2 separate regions of the Pan troglodytes genome follow, and region 2 is linked to region 1. Evidence: chromatin contacts called from public HiChIP or PLAC-seq data. All regions are on one chromosome and are shown on one strand. The core of a region is the stretch at or near the end of the contact, and the rest is flanking DNA. Distances in the headings are between cores, read along the strand shown. Region 1 holds the start of ATG16L2 (autophagy related 16 like 2). Region 2 holds the start of RELT (RELT TNF receptor).

Region 1 (4,371 bases), core at 1,113-3,612:
TCTGGAGAGTGCAAGAGAGTGAGCCTGGGGCAGAGACAGATACCCAGCAGCCCCCTGGCATGCAATTTATCTCCAGCTAAAAGGGCTGCAGGAGCCCAGAGATGCTAGGGATGGGGAAGCTTCTGGCAGGCTGGCCTCCGCCCTGTGCCTGAGGGGCATCTGTGCAGTTCTACAGGACCTTCAGCCCTAGCAGTGTCCTCATAGCACCGGTCCCCAGGCCCACGTGGAAGAGGACCTGCTCTCCCAGGGACAGAAGGATGACCACTGCGGGGTACTGCCCGCTGAGGGTCCTGAGGGAAGGAAGGGGCCTGGGATTGATTCATCCCTGCCTCAGAGCAAGGCTTAGCCCCAGAAAGTGATGAAATAAACCGAGCTCTACCTGTCAATGGCCTTTGGCAAGTCACTTCCCCTCCAAGGGCTCTAGCTTTCTGCACTTAAAAATAATCCCCGGCCGGGCGCGGTGGCTCACACCTGAATTCCCAGCGCTCTGGGAGGCTGAGGCGGGCGGATCACGAGGTCAGGAGATCGAGACCATCCTGGCTAACACGGTGAAACCCCATCTCTACTAAAAAATACAAAAAATTAGCCAGGCGTGGTGGCAGGCGCCTGTAGTCCCAGCTACTCGGGAGGCTGAGACGGGAGACAGGTGTGAACTTGGGAGGCAGAGCTTGCAGTGAGCGGAGATCACACCACTGCACTCCAGCCTGGGCAACAGAGCAAAGACTCCATCTCAAATAAATAAATAAATAAATAAATAATCCCAACTTCCCCAGCCCTGGTGTAAGGTACCCCCAGGCCAGAATAGAAAGTCCTTGAGCAATTATCCAGCAGACATTCTGGAGGTTGGTGGTTTGACCCTGGAATACCCTCCCCCATCAACAGTCACTTCCTCTTTTCTCACCAGATCCAGGGGAGGGTGGGGTGGTAAGTCCGGGCCTAGCTCCCTTCTCATCAACTTCCTTCCCACACTCAGTGCCCTGTCACCTTGACTGAGGCCCTGGGCCTGGCCTAGTTCTCATGAAAACCCCACCTCAGCCCCCAGGGTACTGCAGCACCCAGCAAACCTAAAGAAGGTCTCTATACCCAATTAACAAGTAAGAAGACTGAGGCTTAGCGATGTGATCTGCCCAAGGTTTCAAGACTGGCCCTTCAGTCTGATTTCAGCCCTCCAGGTCTCTCTAGTCCCTCAGACTCACAGCTCTCTGGGTCGAGGCGGGGGGCAGGGGTTGGGGGGGCGGTGACCCCCTCCCTCAAACTGGACGGTTCCACTGTCTGTCTGAGCAGTGGAGAAGTGTGGCTGCTGGAGGTGGGGGCTGGCCTCGCAACCCTGAAGGTAGAGGACCAGCAGCCTGGAAGCTTGCAGAGAAATTTTCCTGGCTAAGAGCAGATTTGATTGTGGGGGTTTGGCCAAGATTAGCCCCAGTGAGAGAGCCGCAGGGATTGTGGTTAGACTTCCAACCACAGACATAAAATCGCAGGCGGCCAGAGGTGCGACACACAGGCACACCTGTTCATCCCCTCTTGAAATGCCACACCCTATCCTGACCAGCTGCCCAGAAACAATTCTGAGAGTCCGACTTCGCTGGGCTCAGCCAGCATCCGCCAGCAGCCCGGGGCCCCCTGATGCCCCCTCAGGCTGGGTAGGCTGACAGGGAGGTGTTCCATAAGCCTGTGCTAGCGTCGCCTGTCAGCGGCAGAGCCTGAGATGCACAGCCTCCTCCTTAGAGGTTCCGAGTGTCGCCCCTCTCCGGATGGGCCAATAAGTGGCTGCTCTGGACAAGTCCCGCGTTCTTTCACTGCGCTACCGAGACTAAGTGCACTGATCAAGCCCCTGCCCCGGGGACTGCCCGGGTAGGGAGGCAAAAGAGACCCTGCAAAACCAACACCCGAGGACGCACTTGCGTCTCGGAAGCCCAGCTTGTGGGAGGCAGAGCCCGTCCTGAGGGGCGACGAGGGCAGGGGGACCATGAGGGGCTCGTCCAGGTTCTAACCAGAGCCTGGATGGCAAGGGGCGGAGTCCTGGCAGTCGGGATGGGCGTAACGCACAGGCTCAAGGCATAAGGCACAGCGCACTCGGGTCACAGGCGGAGGAGCCAGCCAAACCCTCTCCCCGCGCCCGTAGCCGCGTCCCCTCAGCCGCCATCCTCTCAGCACCGGGGCGCACTCACAGGCCGGCACCAGCTCCAGGAAAAGCGCCTTTTGCGTACGGTCCCGAAGCCGCAGCTGCCGCACGATGTGGCGTTTCCAGCGCGCTGCGGGGGCACCGGGGACGCCCGGCCCCGCCATGGCCGCGCTCTCCCGCCTAGCGGCGCGTTCCTCCCGCCCAGGACGGCGCCAGGCCGGGGCGGGGCCTCGCGGGGACTCCGCGACGCCAGGGGGCGGGCGGCGGCGGGGAAATCCCCGGCTTGTCCCAAGAGGGCTTTGGCGGGGAGGACCGAAGGCCGACGCCGGGAGGAGCTGCCTCCGGGAGGAGCCGCCTCCGGGTCTGAACCGCCGGGGTCCCGTCCGAAATGTTCACCTAAGTGGGGGCTCCTGTGGCTGCGAGGGTCATAAGCAGGAGCGAGGTCGGAGCCTCCGGGGCGGCTTCCCCCACGCGGGTGGAGCGCTCCGGAGGCGGGGCCCTCAAGGCCCGGGTCTCTTAACCCCGCCGCGCCCGGGCCGAGTTCGAGAGCCGCTGATGCTTCCCAGGCCGTCGCGCTCCTGGCCGCGCGCCCAGCCAGGGACCCAGAGGCCCCGGGCTCTGCGCGTACACTGAGGGCGCGGCGCAGCAGAACAGCAAGATAAGGAAGCAGAGACTGAAGGGAGGAATCCCCGCTTTCCGGGGATGATGGCGTTCGAGTTGGGTCTGTGAGGGATGAAATAGGAGTTGGCCAGAGGGAGAGAGGGACTCTAGGCCTCGAGAAGAGCACGTGCAGAGGTTCCGTGACACGAAAACGCCAGGTGGGTGCGGGGTTGGGAGGACAGGAGGCAGAAGGGTTTACGGCTCCACATGGTCGCCGAAATTTTAGGTCCCTGAGAGTAAAGGGGTGCAGCTGATTTCATCTAGAAAGCCCCTGGCCGGGAGGAGAGAACGAGCTTGCTTGCCTGGGGTTGCAAAGGAGTGGGTAGCTGAGACGGCCAGCACCCCCAGCATCCTGACTCAGGGCCAGACGCTTCACCCCATTGGGCGGCGTCTGGAGGAGCAGACACATCTCTTGTGGGTACCCTCGAAAGTGAATCATGGGTCGCAGGGAACTGTGGTCAAACCGTCTCTAGCTAGATGCTAGAGAGCCAGCTCTGCAGGCTCAGGCTACTGTAAGACACGAAAGGAGGGACTCGCTGGGCACAGCCTCACCCTGGGGCATGCCAGCAGGCCCTGCCCTCTGAGTGTTGGCAGACTTGAACATCCCTAGGGAACGAGAGAAGTTGGGCAACGATGGGAGAGCAGTGCAGGCCCTGGAGGTGACGAGTCTGTTGAGATTCTGATGGGGATGGGTCAGAGGACGTAGAAAGCAGTGAAGGCCTAGACGCCCCCAGGTCAGTGTAGCCTGCTCTGCTTCCAGTGAGCTGGGCTCAGTCCCCCACATGTCATTGTCTTAGACGCCCATGGCCTTTGCACAGGCCGAGCCTGATGTTTGGAACATCGTCGCCTCTAGGGGGCCTGGCTCCTAATCATGCATCACCTCCTCCAGGAGAACTTTCCTGCCCCTACACTGAGTTCAAGCTTCTCAGACACCAGCCCCAGCTGAGTTCGAGTTATAACCGTCACCAGTTATCACACCATCCTGTAATCTGTGCGGTGCCCCTTAGGGCAGGACCTGGGTCCCAGATGTCTCTGTACCTCTAGCCCCAACCCAGGCCTGACCTGTCTCTTGAAGGAGTATTTGTGTTGAAGATGGGTGGTAACGTTCAGCAAAAGCCATGCCCAGGAGACAGGCACAGTACCCATGGAGACCCAGGGCCAGCTGATGACAGTGATGAATTCCCTTTAGAACTGGCGGACTCTTGGGTGCTTGGAGACACTATATAAATAAGGAACTCTGGCTATGTGCATGGGAGAGTATATTAACAGGGCTTGGCCTGGCTGTGAGGTGCAGAGATGCCGTTTCTCTCAGGTAAGGAGCCATATTGGGGCAGGGTTTCCTAATCCTTTTTTGACTCGCAAAATACACCTAGGAAATGTTAAATAAATTGTCATTTTTGAGTAGTATATGATAACGAAGTGATTGATTTTGACTAAAAATATTCATGTTCTATTTTTAGAATATGAAAGATTGTATTATAAAGATCACTTGAAATAAAATTTTAGATAATATATGGAGACAAATTTCTGCTTTTTACATTTAACTTGCTGTTTAATGTATCTCAAATTATTTATGTAAGAGATATATG
Region 2 (4,556 bases), core at 1,779-4,278, 560 kb before region 1:
AGGCTGGGGGCCTCCTTTAAGGCTGGGATAAGGAGAAGTTAACCCTTCTCCTCTTGCTCCCCCTCCCAGGCCCTAAGCTATTTCCACCTCTTTGCTGAGGATGGAAATAACTCCAGCTCAGCCCCTAGAGACCACGACAGCTATTTTCATCAGCCCCAAGAAGCACAGCTCCAGTCATTGCAGAGAGGACCGAGGGACACCCTGATCCCCAGTTCCAGTTCTTGGCCAAGTGGCAACAGTGGTCAGAGCCAAAAGGGGTCTCTGGGAAGAACAGGGAGACCGAGGCCCAGAGAGAGTAGGGACCAGCTCAAGGTCACTCCCTGTCTGCTCCCCACCATAACATGCAGGTGGATTTGGGGAAATGCCTCTAGAGCAACTGCAAAGGGGAGGGGGCCTCTCAAGTATGATGAAGGTCACCTGGGACTCTCAATTTTCCCTGCTACCCCTAGGCTGTGCTGCTAACTCCATACACTCTTCAAAGCCATGGGGACACCCCCAAAGCCAGGTCCAGGCTCTAGAAGGCAGGGGACAGGACTTTCTGGTGATGTCTGGTTGGGAGTGAAGTCTGGGGAGGAACAGGAAGACCATGTAACCCACCCATCCCCAGTGTTCCAGACATGTGTGCACACATACATATCATACTTAGAACTCACAATGTAATGCCCTGGCAAGGCCACGCCTACTAGCCCAAGTTTGAGAGACAGAAGTCCAGGAAAGCCATGAGCAGTTATTAGGAAGGTGGGTGATCCTCTCTCCCAGCATCTCACAGGTCTCTGGGGTCAGAAGACCTGAATTCCAGTCCTGGCACTGTCCTGACTCTGTATGACCTTGGCCAAGTCACTTTGCTTCTCTGATCCTCAGTTCCTTTCTCTGAAACACAGTCACTACATCTCAGAATCACTGCGAAGATTCAACAAGACAGAACACCATGAAGTGTTCAGAACAGTGCCTGACACTGTCCCCCACCCTGTCCCCCACCCCTAGAATGTAATCAGCATTTTCAGAGGATGACAGCAGAAGACAGAACTTCCAGATTCTACAGCAAGTGCCACCCTCTCCTAGACTACGGAGCTCAGCTTCCACCCCACCCTGCATGAACCCCACAGACCTTCATATGGGAGAAGGGGCCTCAGAGGGTCTTGCCCAGATGGCGAAAGGGCACCGCTCCAGCTCTCCAGCAAGAACTTAGCCTCCCACACCAGAGACCACTCCTGGGGAACAAGTCTCTCCCCACTCTCCCCCAACCCAAGGAACTGAAGAAAGGACACCCAGGTAGAGAAGTGAATGTCTATGGATTTGGGGATCCATATTGTCTATGGATCCATTTCGTGACAGAGGACCAGGAAGCCTTTGGGTGGGAGGCTAACGTTTCCTTGACCAGTTTTGGAGAAGGCTGTGCTTCCAACCCTATCAGTAGCCCCTGAGTGCAGCCCCTGGGCCACTGTGTCCCCAGGAGAAGCCTGCCCCCACCCCCCACTGCAGTCTTTCTGCCTGAAGGGAAGGGAGAACACAGGCGGTTGACCCAAAAACAATAGAGGATCCCAAAGTGATGATTCACAGTCCATTCAAAGCCCAGCACCTCAGTGTGCAGATGGGGAGACTGAGGCCTGCGTGGGGGAGGGGGCGGGGGGGTCTGAGAACAAGATTGTGTCCGGGTCCGCTGAGAATACAGATTACACAGGGGCAGAACTTTGCCAGGTGTAGGGACTTCGATGCGTGAGTGTGTGGATGCAGGTGGGCGGGGGGAAGCTGAGACTACCACAGGGCCCCTACCCTGCTGCCATCTGGGCCACCCCACCAGATGTTGCCCAGCCTCGGCTTTCTCCCTCAGCCAGGGCCTATCCCTCAGGGTCCATCTCCTCACTAAGCTGAACTCCTGAGGGGTGCCCTCGTGGGGACAGTCCTGGAGACCCTTGTCTCCTGGCTCCCCAACTTCCTCATCGCCCCACATCTGCCGGAAGGTGTCCTAGGTCTGGTCCCTCCTCCTCCTGCCTCTTACTCATCATCGCCCTAGGCGCAGACACACACACACACACACACACACACACACACACACACTGACACCACTTGACCCCACACGCACACCATGGCGCCAGCGAGCTCGGCTCGTTCTCAGTCACTTGGGCTCCTCTCCCTCTATTTCACACTCACAGTAACGGGTGGCCCTGGCCCTGCGCCGGTCACACCCCAAGCCACGCACTTCGTGACCCCAGTGACCCCGGGTCTTTCCCTCACACAACACACGCACACACGCTGCCTGTCTCCCACACACAGAGCCCCTCTGTGTCGCCCGCTCGGCCCGGCGTCACCGCCCAGTGTCCCAGCCACACGTTCGCCCGGCCAGGCCGCCTCACGCGCCGTGTCACCCACAGTCACGGGCTGACACCGTCCAGACCCCCCCTTGGCCGCCCCGCGCCGCAGCCGCGCCGAGGCGCCGCCGTCCAGCCCGCACCACAACCTGGTCTCGGTCCAAGTTTCCCGGGCCGGGGACCGCTCCGGGCCCCGCCGGCCCCTCACACCGCAAGTTCCGCTGCTTCCCCGCGCGCCCCCCGACAGCCACCACGCAGGGCCGGCCCGGAGTCGCGGCCGGAGGACCTGCAGGTCACGGGGCTCGGAGACTGGCGGTGGCCGGTGCGCGGAAGGCGCCGGGACAGGACGCGAGGCGGGAGGAGTGGGGTGGGGGGGCGCGCGGCCGGGCTGCCGCATCCGCCGAGCCCGCGAACTTCCTCAGAGACGCGGGGAGGCAGGGGGCGCCACTAGGGTCCGTATCCCGCTGGCCCGGCCGCGGAGAGCGGACTCTGGATGGGCGCTCCGCGCGCCCTCCTTACCTGGCCGCGCCGCGACAGCTCCAACTCGGCTCCCCGTTCGACTCGGCGCCGCGGCCCGGCTTGGCGACCGCCCGGACAGCCGCGCAGCCTGCGCGCCTTTTGAATGAATCGCCGGCCGGGCCGGGAAGGTGCGCAGACCCGCCCCCGCGCGTCACGGCCGCTCCGCCCCCGACGTCAGAGCGCGGTCTGCGCCCCCCGCCCGACTCACCCCGAGCCGCGGAGGGGCTCGCCGCTCTGCCGCCGGGCGGCGCTGCTCTACGTCGCCCTCTCTCGCGCCCCTGGGAACTGCAGGGGGCTGCGCGGGACTGGGCGGCGGGGCCCAGAGGGCCTCTTGTATCCGCCTCTTCAGGGCTCTGAACCAAGAAAGGAGTTGTGCGAAGCAAGATAAAGAGACTGGAGACTGAGATACTCCTCTGGGTCCTCTCAGCATTGCCAGAGTAACTAGAGCCACCTCTGCCCCTTTCTGGGCCTCATCGTCCTCCTGCCAGTTGGTGGCCAGGAAGAATAACCTCACTTTGCCTTGTTGACGAGGCCCAGGCCCAACCCTGGAAACCCTCACCTAGTTGGCGAAAAGGCCTGGTGAAGGTGAGTCTATAAAGGAAGCGCACACGGTGGGCTTCGGCACATCCTTCAAGGCCTAGTGAAATCCTCCAGGAGGCGTCTCCTGCCTCCACTCCCCTACTCCCCGCACCACTTCTCTCTGCCAGGGTAGTTAGTTTCCCTCCAGCAGGACAGGTGACTCAGTGCCCCCCTCCCTACTACAGCCATCCCACCCTGCCAGTTTCCAATGCCAGTCATCACAAACTCCAGGCAGTATTCACACTGTATTCCGACTCCGAATCGTGTCCCCTGGAGTTGTGCTACAGGGTGTGCCAGGACTGGAGGGAGCAGCTCAGTGGCCCGTTCCCCCTCTCAGTACTATTCAGGGGATCTCAGGCGGTCCTCCTGGGACAGTAGGGCTGATGGGAGACTGAGACACCAGGGAGGACCTAGTGCTGGGCCAGAGGCCTGGCTGGGGTCAGGATAATCACAGCCCATGACAGAGATGGAGAAAGGAAGGTAAATAAGTCAGCTGGGGATAGATGGCTGGGGGTGGGGTTCTAAACAGTCATAGAATCTGAACCCAGGGGCTAGGAGACGGAAAAGGTCAGGTCCCCAGGGTCCAGGAGATTCCAGGAGGCGAACTGACACCGCATGGGGAGGGGAGCAGGGGATGAGTTTTCATTTCCCTGGGTCATGCCCAGGTTGTGGGGGAAGGGCATAAGGAGCTACAGGTCATTGATGTCAGGATCATGACATCAGCACCCTCATATGTCAATGGAGACCTCCAGGGCTGGGGCAGGGGTTCTTCCAGGGTCCCACATCCCAGCCTATGGAAGGCCAGAGCATCCAGAATGCCTCCACTCCTGGAAATGTTTTCTTTGTAAGGGGACCATCTACACCCCAGCTCTAGGTTCTAGAGTTCAAATGGTGGCAATTTCAGGTGTCGTCACTCAATAAACCAAATGGGGAAGGCCAGGTGTAGTGGTCACACCTGTAATCCTAGCACCTTGGGAGGCTGAGTTGGGAGGATCGCTTAGCCCAGGAGTTCGAGACCAGCCTGGGCAACATGATGAAGCCCAGTCTCTACAAAAATATGCGGGAGAATCACTTGAGCCCAGGAAGTTGAGACTGCAGTGAGCCGCGATCGTGCCACTGCTCTCCAGCCTGGGTGAGAGAGTGAGACCT

Evidence for each region. HiChIP or PLAC-seq counts read pairs in DNA pulled down with a chosen protein or histone mark.
Region 2: a contact with region 1 is called in an H3K4me3 HiChIP or PLAC-seq map of stem cell-derived excitatory neurons, with 4 times the contacts expected there. The contact joins the promoter of RELT here to the promoter of ATG16L2 in region 1.

Annotation. Positions count from the first base shown.
Region 1 is chr9:74,849,045-74,853,415 of NHGRI_mPanTro3-v2.0_pri, reverse strand. ATG16L2 (autophagy related 16 like 2) reads right to left here and starts at 2,362. Exons shown (of 17, transcript XM_063783182.1): 1 at 2,169-2,362; 2 at 1. The coding sequence starts at 2,286.
Region 2 is chr9:75,409,251-75,413,806 of NHGRI_mPanTro3-v2.0_pri, reverse strand. It overlaps RELT (RELT TNF receptor), which reads right to left and starts at 3,028. Exons shown (of 10, transcript XM_054661512.2): 1 at 2,829-3,028.